2 separate regions of the Athene noctua genome follow, and region 1 is linked to region 2. The links are chromatin contacts, called in public Hi-C maps. All regions are on one chromosome and are shown on one strand. The core of a region is the stretch at or near the end of the contact, and the rest is flanking DNA. Distances in the headings are between cores, read along the strand shown.

Region 1 (5,878 bases), core at 2,688-5,187, 190 kb after region 2:
TCTCAAATTCTTTTCGTCTGCCTTATTCTGATTTTTATATTTAACCCATATGTGAGTTAATGAGCCTCCTCATCTTATGCAATTCCCCCTTCTGAAATTAAATGCATCAATCGTTTCTTTGGCTTTTATTATTCCTGCAAGAATATTAAAACTACAGTCTGGCTCTTCTAAAGCAACATCTGAATCCAATTAGCTGAGTACTGCTTCAAATCAAGTGAAGAAGTGCTGCTTTTCTCAGGGGTTCACTGAGTAGCGGCTCTAAGTCATCATTTGTAGCATCTAAACAATTGCACTTGCTGTCACACCCTGACATGTGTGATCCAACCTATGAGAGGATAAGTAATTCTTCCTTTTGCTTTTTTATCCAGTCCTTGCCACCCCTCTGATTTTCTTTAACAGAGCAGTCATACCCTCCATCTCGTTGGGTGGCCAGTAACCAGGTTGTTTTCCTCCACGGGGCTGGTATTTCAGTCCAGATGTATTTTACTGACAAAACCCACCAGGAATCAGATTTAACAGCAAAGCTTTCTTTAACAGATACTACCACTTCTCTTTTGGGTTGAGGTACTCCTTTTTTCCCGTGTAATTTGTGCCCTAGTATTATAAGGTCCCACTGACAGTTGTGATGAGCCTTCTGGATAAGCATTTGTATTTCAAACCAGCCACTCCAGTTCCCTGTTGCACTTTCCAGATTTGTCTGTGGAAGCACACACCTTTTGGTCCAGCCGCCCTTTTCACCCTATTGAAACAGGACAATTTGTTCAAACTACTCTCTGCCATTTCCACTATGTTCTGACAACCTCAACCCTGACATTTGTTCAAAGGCACACAGATCTTACCGCCTCACCCCAAGGAAATGTGTGATCCCAAACTGTGTTCTCTTCCACACCTGACACTCTGCCTTTAAGAAACTCCCCTATGAAAGCTTTTGAATTTTAAGTGCCAGAAGCCTGGTTTTGATTTTCTCTAGATTAAGTCTTTCCTCCCTGCACAAGCTCCATCTGTTCCATGTAGTCCTCAGTGAGTCTGAACACTTTCTTCCTATACCACACTCCCAGCTATACAGTAAGACTCCTGTGTGTTTGACCTTCTATTTCCCTGCAGGTGACAGCAGGGGCATTTCAGGAAACATGATCATAGGAGCTTTTATGCTCCTACATGGAAAACCTAGTTCTGCCTCTCTGCTGCACCTCCCCGGGAGTTGAGTTTCCAAGCAAGCCGTCACCACACTCCTCCCTAACACTTCCTCTAAGTCTGTCCAGGTATCTACTGACGCCACCACTTCAGCACCTCATAATTCTGCCTTCTCTCATTGCTGAATCAAGTACCTGTATGCCCAATAACTAAATTAACTGGTACAGTAGCCTATCACCTAAGACAAAGAGGACACACAATCAAATCCCTTCAGGAACACAGAACCCACCAGAGATTCCTCTATTTCCTCACCCAAGGAAGGGAACAAACTCAACTAGCCCATTTATGCACACACATGAATATGCCATGTTTGGGATACTTTACCATCTCACTAGATTTATGCACAGAGCCCTCACTGTTTTAATCCAGCAATAGCACTTCTTATTAAAAAAAATAAAATAAGACTTAGTAGAAAAATATTGAGAAAACTCTTTCCTATCTCTGATCAGCTCCTAGTGTCACTTCTAACATGCACTGTACTAATTTTCTCTGCAACAGTACATTCAGGGTCCCTACTAACTCATCCTGTCAAAGTAGGAGACTATGCACTGATGTGTCACAGAAATACATGACAGAGCACTTTTGCTCCTTAGGTCACAGCATTTGTCTCACGTTACACACACAATCCCCAAATGAGTGTTAGTCCCATAATGCTAAAAAGCATCCATCCAGTTTGACCGGAGACATCACCAGATATCTGCATGCACGTTCTGCTGGTTTCATAGCTGCACAGGTTATAACTCAAGGAGACCCCTGATCTTCAAGTGTCCACCTAGTAGCGGTGCAAGGCCTCCCACAAGGACAGTGGAATTGTGTTCACTGTCTGCCAGATGTACCCATTCCATGAGGCAGGCCCCAGCATCAGAGACCTTTCAACTCTCATTAATACCGATTAATTCTTCCTTAAAAAAAAAAATAATCAAGCGTAAGGTTACCATAAAGAATAGTTTTTAACCACCAGGACTAAGATGAGAGAGCAGAGTCATTGTGATCACAACTAATGTACAAAACAGGTTGGACACATCTCTATTTGTGGTACTTTAAATGAAAATTTAATCATCTGAACACTCACACGGACAGGGTGGTACCTCAATGCTCATACAGACAATCTGGAGGGATGTATTTCACTGTTCATAAACTAATATAAGCTAAATTAGGAAGCCTATTTTGAAATCACAGCCTACATTAGGACTTACACCTCTAGCTTTAGATAAGGAACTGTCATTAAATATGCCAGCTTACTTTCTCCCATAGCTAAACTTCTGGATGAAATAGCGTGAAGCACCAAGTCACACCTCAGTATAAACCAGACAAACTGAGAAAAACATAGACCTGGGAAATCTTTTGCCCAAGTTACAAGTCATTTCTCATTCTGTTTTTATTGTTTATTTCTCAAATAGAAAACACTTTTCTTGACGTGGTAACATACACCCACAGACCAAATCTTTCAGCAGAAATGCTCTCCAGCACCACAGCGGTCCAGAGTGCAATTCCTTTGCATGCAGTCATAAGAAAAATTGGACTGGAAAGGAGTTCTAGAAGTCCCTCCTCACCCCCCTTCAGTTGCTCAGAGCCTTGTCCTGTTGAGCTCTGACTATCCCAAAGGCTGGAAACTCTCCGGTCTCCCCTGACAACTTCATTCACTGCTTAACAGCTCTCAGGATGAAGAATTTTTTATGTTCTTTCAATAATTTTTTCCTTACGGCCTCCTCTTGGGCCACTTGCGGTAGCTGCCTCTGCCTTTCACCACACCCCTCAGAACCTGCCTCTGATTTCTCTACAAACCCTTCTACGAGCCACATAGGCTTTGTTCCCCAAGCCCTCCGCGGTGAAAAGGGATTGTTTTTGTTGTTTCTTCTGAAGAAGTTTTAGTAAGTTTATTCACATTTTGCCAGAGGGAAACAGCCTCTCTTTAGCCTAGCTATATAAATAGTCTAAAATACATAAATAGTCTAAAAACCAGTCTATATAAATCAAGGATTGGTTACAAATGTCCCTTCCCAGTCAAAAACTTGCCTCTTCCCCCACCAAGGCTTCATCACAACCTGAAAAAAGTTACGAGTAAACCTAGTTTACCTAGTCCACCCGCGGCATGACGATTTCAGAGCGGACTTAAACGTCGACCCTCAGGAGAAACGGCGCAGGGGGAAGCAGCTGGGGTTGCCGCAAACGCCTCTTCCCCAAAACCCCAGCACGGACTGAAACCGTATTTTGGGTTCCCGGCGGCTTGCTGGCCGCAGCCCAAGGGCGCAGCCCGCCTTCCCAGCGGGACGGGGGCCCCGCCGCCGCGCCGGGACGGCTCCCGGCCCTTCCCCGGGGCTCTCGTGGCGGGGGGCGAGGCGCTGCCGCGGGCTTCACGGGGCGGCCGCGCTGAGGGCGACGGAGGCAGCCCAGCAGGAAGGGGAACCCGCGGCGGATCGCAAGGCGGGGGGAAGCCGGCGGGGCGGCAGCGCCGAGGGCGGGGGTATCGCGGCTCACCGTGTGGCAGCGTTCCCTGCAGCAGCAGCAGGCTGACGAGCACCCAGAGCCGCATGGCGGGAGCGGCCGCGGCGCCGAGCTGAGGCGGGGAGGGCGCGGCGGCGATGGCGGCGGGCGGGGGGGAACGGCCCCGTGGCACCTCGGCGGGCCGCGGCGCGGGGAGGAGCCCGCCCGGCGCCGGGGCTCCCTGCCCGGGGCGCCCCGCCGGCGGAAGGCGCGGCGCAGCCGGGCCAGCCCAGGGTACCCCCGCCTTCTCCGCCGAGGGAGGGAGCACCCACGGAGCCCCGCCGGCGGGCCCGGCCGTGCGCGTCCTCCGCGGGTCTGGGCACCTGCTGCGGCGCTGCGCCGCCTACGCGGGGAAGCCTCCGGCTCCTGTGTCCCGCCTGAACTCCTCCCTCCGCGGCTCTCTGCCCCGCAGCTCCTCGCCGGGCCGGGCGGCTGAGGGGGGCGGCCGGGTCCCCTCCGGCCATCAGTGCCGCGGGCAGCGCAGGCCCCGCGCACTCCCGCAGGACGCGGTGGCATGGGCAGGAACGCGGCTGCCTCCCAAGTAATCTCAACCTGAGGGGCACCTGTGGAAGTTTCTTGCTTGAGTGAGCTGGTCGGTGAGCGCTGCCCTTTGCCAGGCGTGGCTTTGCGCGGGTGCAAGCTGATGGTTGCCTTTGGACCTGTAGCCGGGTCTGCAGAGGGGAGCAGGGACAGAGCGAGAGCTGTACAGGTGATAGATCACAGGTGACCCTACGGATGGGCATCAGGCACAGATCACTGCCTAAGGCAGCAAAAGCACATTTTAAAGTCAAACTACTGCATTCATTCCAGCCTGGCACAGCAAAGAGATTCCCAAAAGCCCGCTCAGGAAAAGCTACCTCACAGTGGAAATATAGAGGAGGTATCTATGTGTTGCTATTTGGGTCTCTGGAGTCCATGACCCAGCTTTGAAGTATGATCGGTGCCTGTGTGAAGCCCATTGAGAAGGTGCAGGTATCTCTTCATTGCTAAGAGATGAACACGGTAAATTTGACATTTGCTGCATGTATGTTTCTGCCCTGAACTGTCAAAAGATGTTTCTTGAAATCTGAGAGTTTCCTTTGGAGGGAAAGGGAGGGAAAATATGAGTGGAGGGGTCACAGAGGTAGATGGAGGGCAAGGTGAAGACTGGACTGGAAGGAGGAAAAATAATGGCTGTCAGAAGTCACAGGCAGACTTTGTAGTAGGCAAGATCACAGTCCAGTGTGAATCAGGATAAAGTAAATGGAGAATGACACCCCTTGGCACAGCTCCGGGGCCACAGTAGACGTGAGAGTAGAGCATTTACAGATCTTAAAGGAAGTCTAATCTTTGTCTGCATCCATTCAAATATATCAGAAGGGATGTACATAATGCTTCCTTGCCCTCGTAAGTGCATACACATGCAGAGTTCAGAGACCTGCTTGCCTAAGTCTGCTCTGAGACGTCACCCTGGGGTCTCTGGTTAGTGATGAAGCAGCCAGCAGGGGCCAGGTATGGAGTAAGATGATGAAATTTCCTGATCTCTTTTTCATTCCATAGCCCTATTACAGTTCTGCTTAGACCTTCTTAGGGGTTTTATGCAGTGACCTGAGAATACATTAGCATATCCTAAACATCATTCCAAAATTCATCCATTACCTGTAACAAATTAAGAAAAACAGTATTTTTGTTGCTACAGCGTATTTTAAAAGTCCCCCTTTAAACAGTTAGAATACCACCAAGTATTATATTCTGAAAAGGTTATCGGTCTTTGTGTTAAAGGAAATGAATCTTGGACATAACTTAGAAAAGATGTGTAATATAAACTCCAGATTTGCACTGGAAATATTCACAGCTCCTGCTTTTGATGAAGAGTGGGTTTTATTCTGTCATCTGCAAAATTGCTAGTTGCAAGTCTTACGTGCCTCCCTAGGTCAAATTTCTCCTTTCCTTTCATACACAGGCTAGGTCAATGATCTAATGGTGACTGAGCTCCAAATATTAGTATTTTTTTGGAAAATACAGTAATAACACTTGGAAATAACACTCAAACTTCATTAATTTTAAGATCTTTTTAAGATGGCACACCTTTTTTTCTGTACAGATATACGATGAAAAAGGTGATTTTATGAATTCCAAATTTCCTAGCTTTAAATGGATATGCATGAAAAACTAGTTTTCATTTATGACATGAGAAGAACTAATGTAAACCTCCATGTAA
Region 2 (5,337 bases), core at 66-2,565:
ATAGCTGTGAGTGATACTTGTGCTGTGCTTTACTGTTATGCTCCCATCACCCAGCTGTTCCAGGCAGATAAACTTAGCAGAAGTTCTTGTTAGTCCACAAGGGAGCTGGACTTGCACCATATAATCAGTAATTTTGATTTCTGCTTCAGTAAAGCCAACATAATTTATATTGCTTTCATTTGAGGGGATTGTTCCTCATTGTCAGAATGAGAAAAACGAATTAGCATTTTCGTTACACTCAATTTCTAAACCAGACGCACTTAATATTTACATAGGCCTCACAATTCATCCTGGGTGAGAAACGTTCCACTGGTACTACTGGTAGATGTAGTTAACCCCACATCTCTCCCAATCAGTACTTTTACCAATGTATTTTACTCCACCAAAAAATAAATGACACATTAATCAATCTGTAGTTTAGAAAAGGAACTAAATTAGTAGGAAACCGAAATAAAAATGTTTCAGTAAAAATGCAGTTTCTCTCCAGCAGATGCCCCTGTATCAAAGAAATAGTTCTGGACAATACGGAGTGCATGAAAGAGGTGAGCATAGGATTGCCTCTTATTGTAGCACTTTTATCCCATTTCTACCATGGGCTACATGACTATATCCATAACTGAAATTGCTTTAAAAAGAATCTGCAACAACTTCATGGAAGCTCTCTATGTATTGAATATATATTATTGCCACTCTGCAGCTAATAAAGAAGCTAATTTATCAGCTTTTTAAAATTATTCTTTCAAGTGATGCCTTTTATCCTAGCTTCAGGTACCATGTCTGGATATTCAGCACGATATTGGCAGTGTTGCTGTTGGCAAGGCATTTTATATTGTCACGGTGGCATATCTCCCACTGCCCAGCAGGTGGAGGCAGAATTTAAGAGAAAATAATGCCTTAATGCAATGACTATCATTATTTTTGTTGTGATTTATTCTTAAAATACAGCTCCCTCATTCCCGTTGTTTTCCGCAGGGGAATAAAAAATAAAATAAAATTAAAAAAAAAAAAAGTACGTAAAAATATAATACACTTTTAAGGAAAAACTAGAAATTAAATAGATTTTGGCATGTTCTAGTAACAAGGTCTTTACTGTAGTCCTCTGTATGTCATAACTGCATATTTCCTTACCACAGAATGTCAGCCATTGGTAGGTCTCTCATAGGAACTTACAGCATCATTACTCCGATTCCTGCTTGACATTTGTGAGATGATTTTTCTCTTATGTTTTCTGTCCCTCTTCAGGAATTGGCTGCAAACTTGTTTTTTTCTTTAAAAAAAAAAAAAAAAAAAAAAAAGTTCTCCGAAGAAGTAAAACAGTACCAGCTCCTCAGAGACATTTGACATTTTTCGTTGGGTATGGGAGCTGAAAAAAAGTACAGCAAGCATTAAGGAATCATGGATTGCACTGCAAGAAGCATTCTTTCCAGTAGGTGGTTCTCCAGTACTGTTATAAAATCGCATCTCTGGGTTTGGGAATGACTGTAGCCAAAATTAATATGGCTTAAAGAATGCCCTGTTAATTTATTAAAAAAAAAAAAAATATTTTGGGGAAAGTCCTGTATCAATGCTAATGAGCTTCTAGACTGACAGTAACTAATTCCTCCTACAAAGATCTGTTATAAGTGCTTCCATCAGCAGACATGCTAATAAATGAACCCTCACAGAAACTGGATAGATTATCTTTAAGATAGCTCAATTTAATTAGGATTGAAAGCTGTGTCAGAGACGTGATGATTTCTTGTGCATCTGCTGATTCTATCTTGTTCATTTCACTTTATTATTCCAGAGTGAAAGAAGGCAAACAAAATACAGGCATGTAAGGACTAGAGACAGGAAGGGAAGGAATAAAGTTTTACTGAGACAGAGGAGATAGGAGTAGTAGTTCGGGGGAGATATTTTTAAAGGCCCTGAAACAAAGGCAGTAATTAATAGGGCAATCGGTACAGATAGTAAATGTCCACTTATTTGCTAATTTGGTGACAAAGAGGTTTTTGCTGTAAAAATGAAACTGCCCAAAAATGATTGGTCTACCATAATATGGCTACACAGTGACTATCAGGCTACTATATTAAAGGTAATTTTTCTTTCATTGTGTAACATTAGATTGGAAAGATCTTTTAAGGCATTAACAGAGAGTCTTGAGTTGATCTTTACAGAAAGATAAAGTGTCCACTTATCCTTATGGGAGTCTAATAATAAGCAGGTGTAGGGCAGAGGCACAGGCATTTAAGACTCCAAAGCCATGTGTTAGGTTGGTCAAGGATTAGCCAATTCACTGCCACTGAAGTTGAAAGCATTTTTTTTTATGATCTGCTCAAACACAATAGCCATCAGAAGCAATGAAGGAAAGAAGAGTAATTGGGAGATAGGTATTAGCTAACCTGGTCAGACCCTGAAAAATGGCCTGAATCTCAGCTGAAGAATGGACAGGATCCCTGTTGTAAACCTTCCCCACACCTGTAGGGGTGGGGAAAATAATCCCCTTGATACTACTATTATCATTCTGTAATAAATACTGTTAGACGCACTCAAGGTATTACATTGTAGTAAAATACTACCGACTGGTATCAAACGGGACAGAACCACGAGGCATAATCAGTTTTCTTTTAAGCATGCTCGTTTCACACAACCATAACACACCAGGAACACCACTGTTGCCCTGCCTAGAAGCCCCAGGACCACGTTTTTCTCACTGTCCCGTTTTGAAAACCATTTTAAAAGAGGTCTCTACAGCACAGAAGTTAGCAACATCACTCTTAAGAAATTAAGATCCTGTTTCACGACCAGCGTACAGATATGGTGCTTAATCTGGATGTCCCTCTTAGGTGTTTAGTTCAACATTTGTTTGATACACTGTACTTTTAGGTATATAGTCTCATCTATTTCATTTTTTTTCTATTTCCAGTCATACTTTTTCTATTTCCAATCTTCAGTTTATTCCTTGGCTAACAAAAGCAGTTCAAGAAGAAACAAAATACTTTGGTTGTTCTGAAAAGACAGATTTGGGTTAAACATGCATGTCTGCAGATTCCTTAGAAAAGTGATTAAGGAACAACCTTTATTCATAGTATCTTGGATGGTCATTGTGTATCATGATGTTGTCTAGCCACTTCCACATTATTTAGATTTCTGGAGACACAACTTTGTATGTGCTACACTGAAAAAAAAAAAAACAACCAAAAAAACCACCAAACCAAAGCAAAAAAAGAAGTGAGCAAGAGAAAGATAAAATTATTACATATCTTAGAAATACCACATAAATTTCCCTCTCTGAATTGAATGATAGGAATTATAAGGAATGAATGAAAGGAAAAGAATATGAAAGAAATAAGTAACCCTACCACACGTTATAAAGAAAATTAGGAACTAATAATGGCAATAATGTTTTTGAAATCGATACTTGCTTTTCTGATACAGTTTTTGCAAATACAGAAGTACTGAGTACTGGCATGTCCAATGACTACATATATATATATGCAACCATATAAATTAGGGTAGCTTTGAAGGGTTTTTAAATAACTTTGTAATTACTTTTTTTCTGTCAGATTTCTAATAACATTGCTTTTATGGTTCCTTTTTCTTTTTTTCTGATGATAAGAGGTGTAGTAGAGATTTGGTGCTAACTGGTTTCAGTTACACTATTGATTAGGGTTGGTACCGATGGATAACAACACTGAATTGATAAATACTGAGGAAGAGAGATTAGCTGGCACACCTTTCCAAAGAGATTACATACTTTTCACAAAGTAAAATATAGGAGAAAGACGTATTTGGAGAGAACCAAAGGAAAACTGGGGCCAGCGGAAAGGAGGCAGTCAGGAGAAGGCAGGGTATGTAAACTGTTCTTGCGAGTAAGGCAGAAGGTTATGGACTATGTTCTCTTCTTGGCTCTCGCACGAAGATCTTGAGCAAGTCACTTGTCTGCCCTACGCATTTCCTCACAATACAGCTTAATTCATGTTTGTTATGTTCTTGGGATTAATGAATAGAAGACAGACATCAGCAATGGAATTTATTGTCATAATTTAAAAAAAAAATTACTCTGAGCCTTCATCAAATCCACCATTTTTCTATATTCTGCAAAGGAGATGTGTACAGATTGAGACGTTTGTTAGATCTTTAACTTCTGTGATGTGTTCCATCTATGCTAGTAATATCTATGCTGTCTTTGCTACTGTCTATTGAAAAAGATGAGAGTGCTTGTTTTATATTTATATTTCTAATAAGAATTGTAGGGATGCCATATTTGAAGTGTGATAAAATAATGCCTAAATATCCTGAATTTGCTGATCTTATCCATGATAATGAAGGTTTGTTGCTGCCTTCTGTATTGTGTATCTGAGATGACAGATTATGAAATGACTCAAATGGCTAAATTATGCACCTGTTTCTTAGAATATGACAGAAAAATGAGCTGAATTATTTAAAAACTGTTTTATTGCTGCATATTATTTCTATACACCAAAAAAAGCGCATTCATTCTGTCATTTCAGAATAAGTAGGAAGTTCTTTTCTGCTTATCTCTTTGCCTTATTAGGGAATTACCTTTGTTGTCCTAACATTTCAAATTCATCATGCAATTATGCAAGTTTTAGAGATCTGTTATTCATATGCTTCAGGTTGCAGTCATAAGCCCTGGTCGCTCTGTGAAATCTATTTATATAGTAGGTGAAATCTTCGTGAGTTTATAGACGGACTTCTGTATTTTTGGCATAATTTTTTTCTACCATTGCTTTCATTAGGATTATGGCAAGCATTTTGAAGACAGCATCTTAAAAGAATCAAGAGCTTTAAAATATCTAAAGTTTCTTATTTGTCCAAAAGTAAGTGAAGTATAATCTTGTAGCACTCTAACTCATCCAACATTGAAAAAGTAAAATATTACAAATAAATTGTATGAGAGAGATGGCTAATTGTCACACATAAGCAAGTGCACAATATTCCTTAAAGGAATAGGCAAGTGAAATAATAATGTCCACTGTCTGCTTCAAAGACTGAAGCCTGTAGTGGAACACTAAGGTGGCATGCCTGAAGACTACTGCAGTGATACTGGATATCACCTCATGGAACTATGCATGTCAGTGGAATGGAAGAAGCAGAAAACTGAAATACAGGAAGAAGGAAACAATGTCCTAAAGAGAGACAAAAAAAAAATCAGTAACCCTCGGTAAAAGGTAGTACTTACTAAGTGGAGAATTGGAATAGTGAACAGATGCTGCCTCCTTTTGTTGATTTCTGCTGTGTTCAGTACAACAGGACTTCTTCATATGCTTCTCTGTGAATAAGCAGAATTGCATCGAGGAGGTCCATCACCAGCATCTCATGAAGTTCAGGGAT

The links. Hi-C and Micro-C count contacts between places; a contact is called where the count stands out from the background.
Region 1: a Hi-C map of liver shows a contact between it and region 2, with 4 times the contacts expected there. The contact joins the promoter of PDGFRL here to the promoter of FGL1 in region 2. A contact is called at or near these places in 2 of 2 Hi-C or Micro-C datasets (heart and liver).

What each region holds. Positions count from the first base shown.
Region 1 is chr4:82,094,550-82,100,427 of bAthNoc1.hap1.1, forward strand. PDGFRL (platelet derived growth factor receptor like) reads right to left here and starts at 3,938. Exons shown (of 6, transcript XM_074904110.1): 1 at 3,673-3,938. The coding sequence starts at 3,727.
Region 2 is chr4:81,904,865-81,910,201 of bAthNoc1.hap1.1, forward strand. It overlaps FGL1 (fibrinogen like 1), which reads left to right and starts at 1,316. Exons shown (of 9, transcript XM_074905882.1): 1 at 1,316-1,426.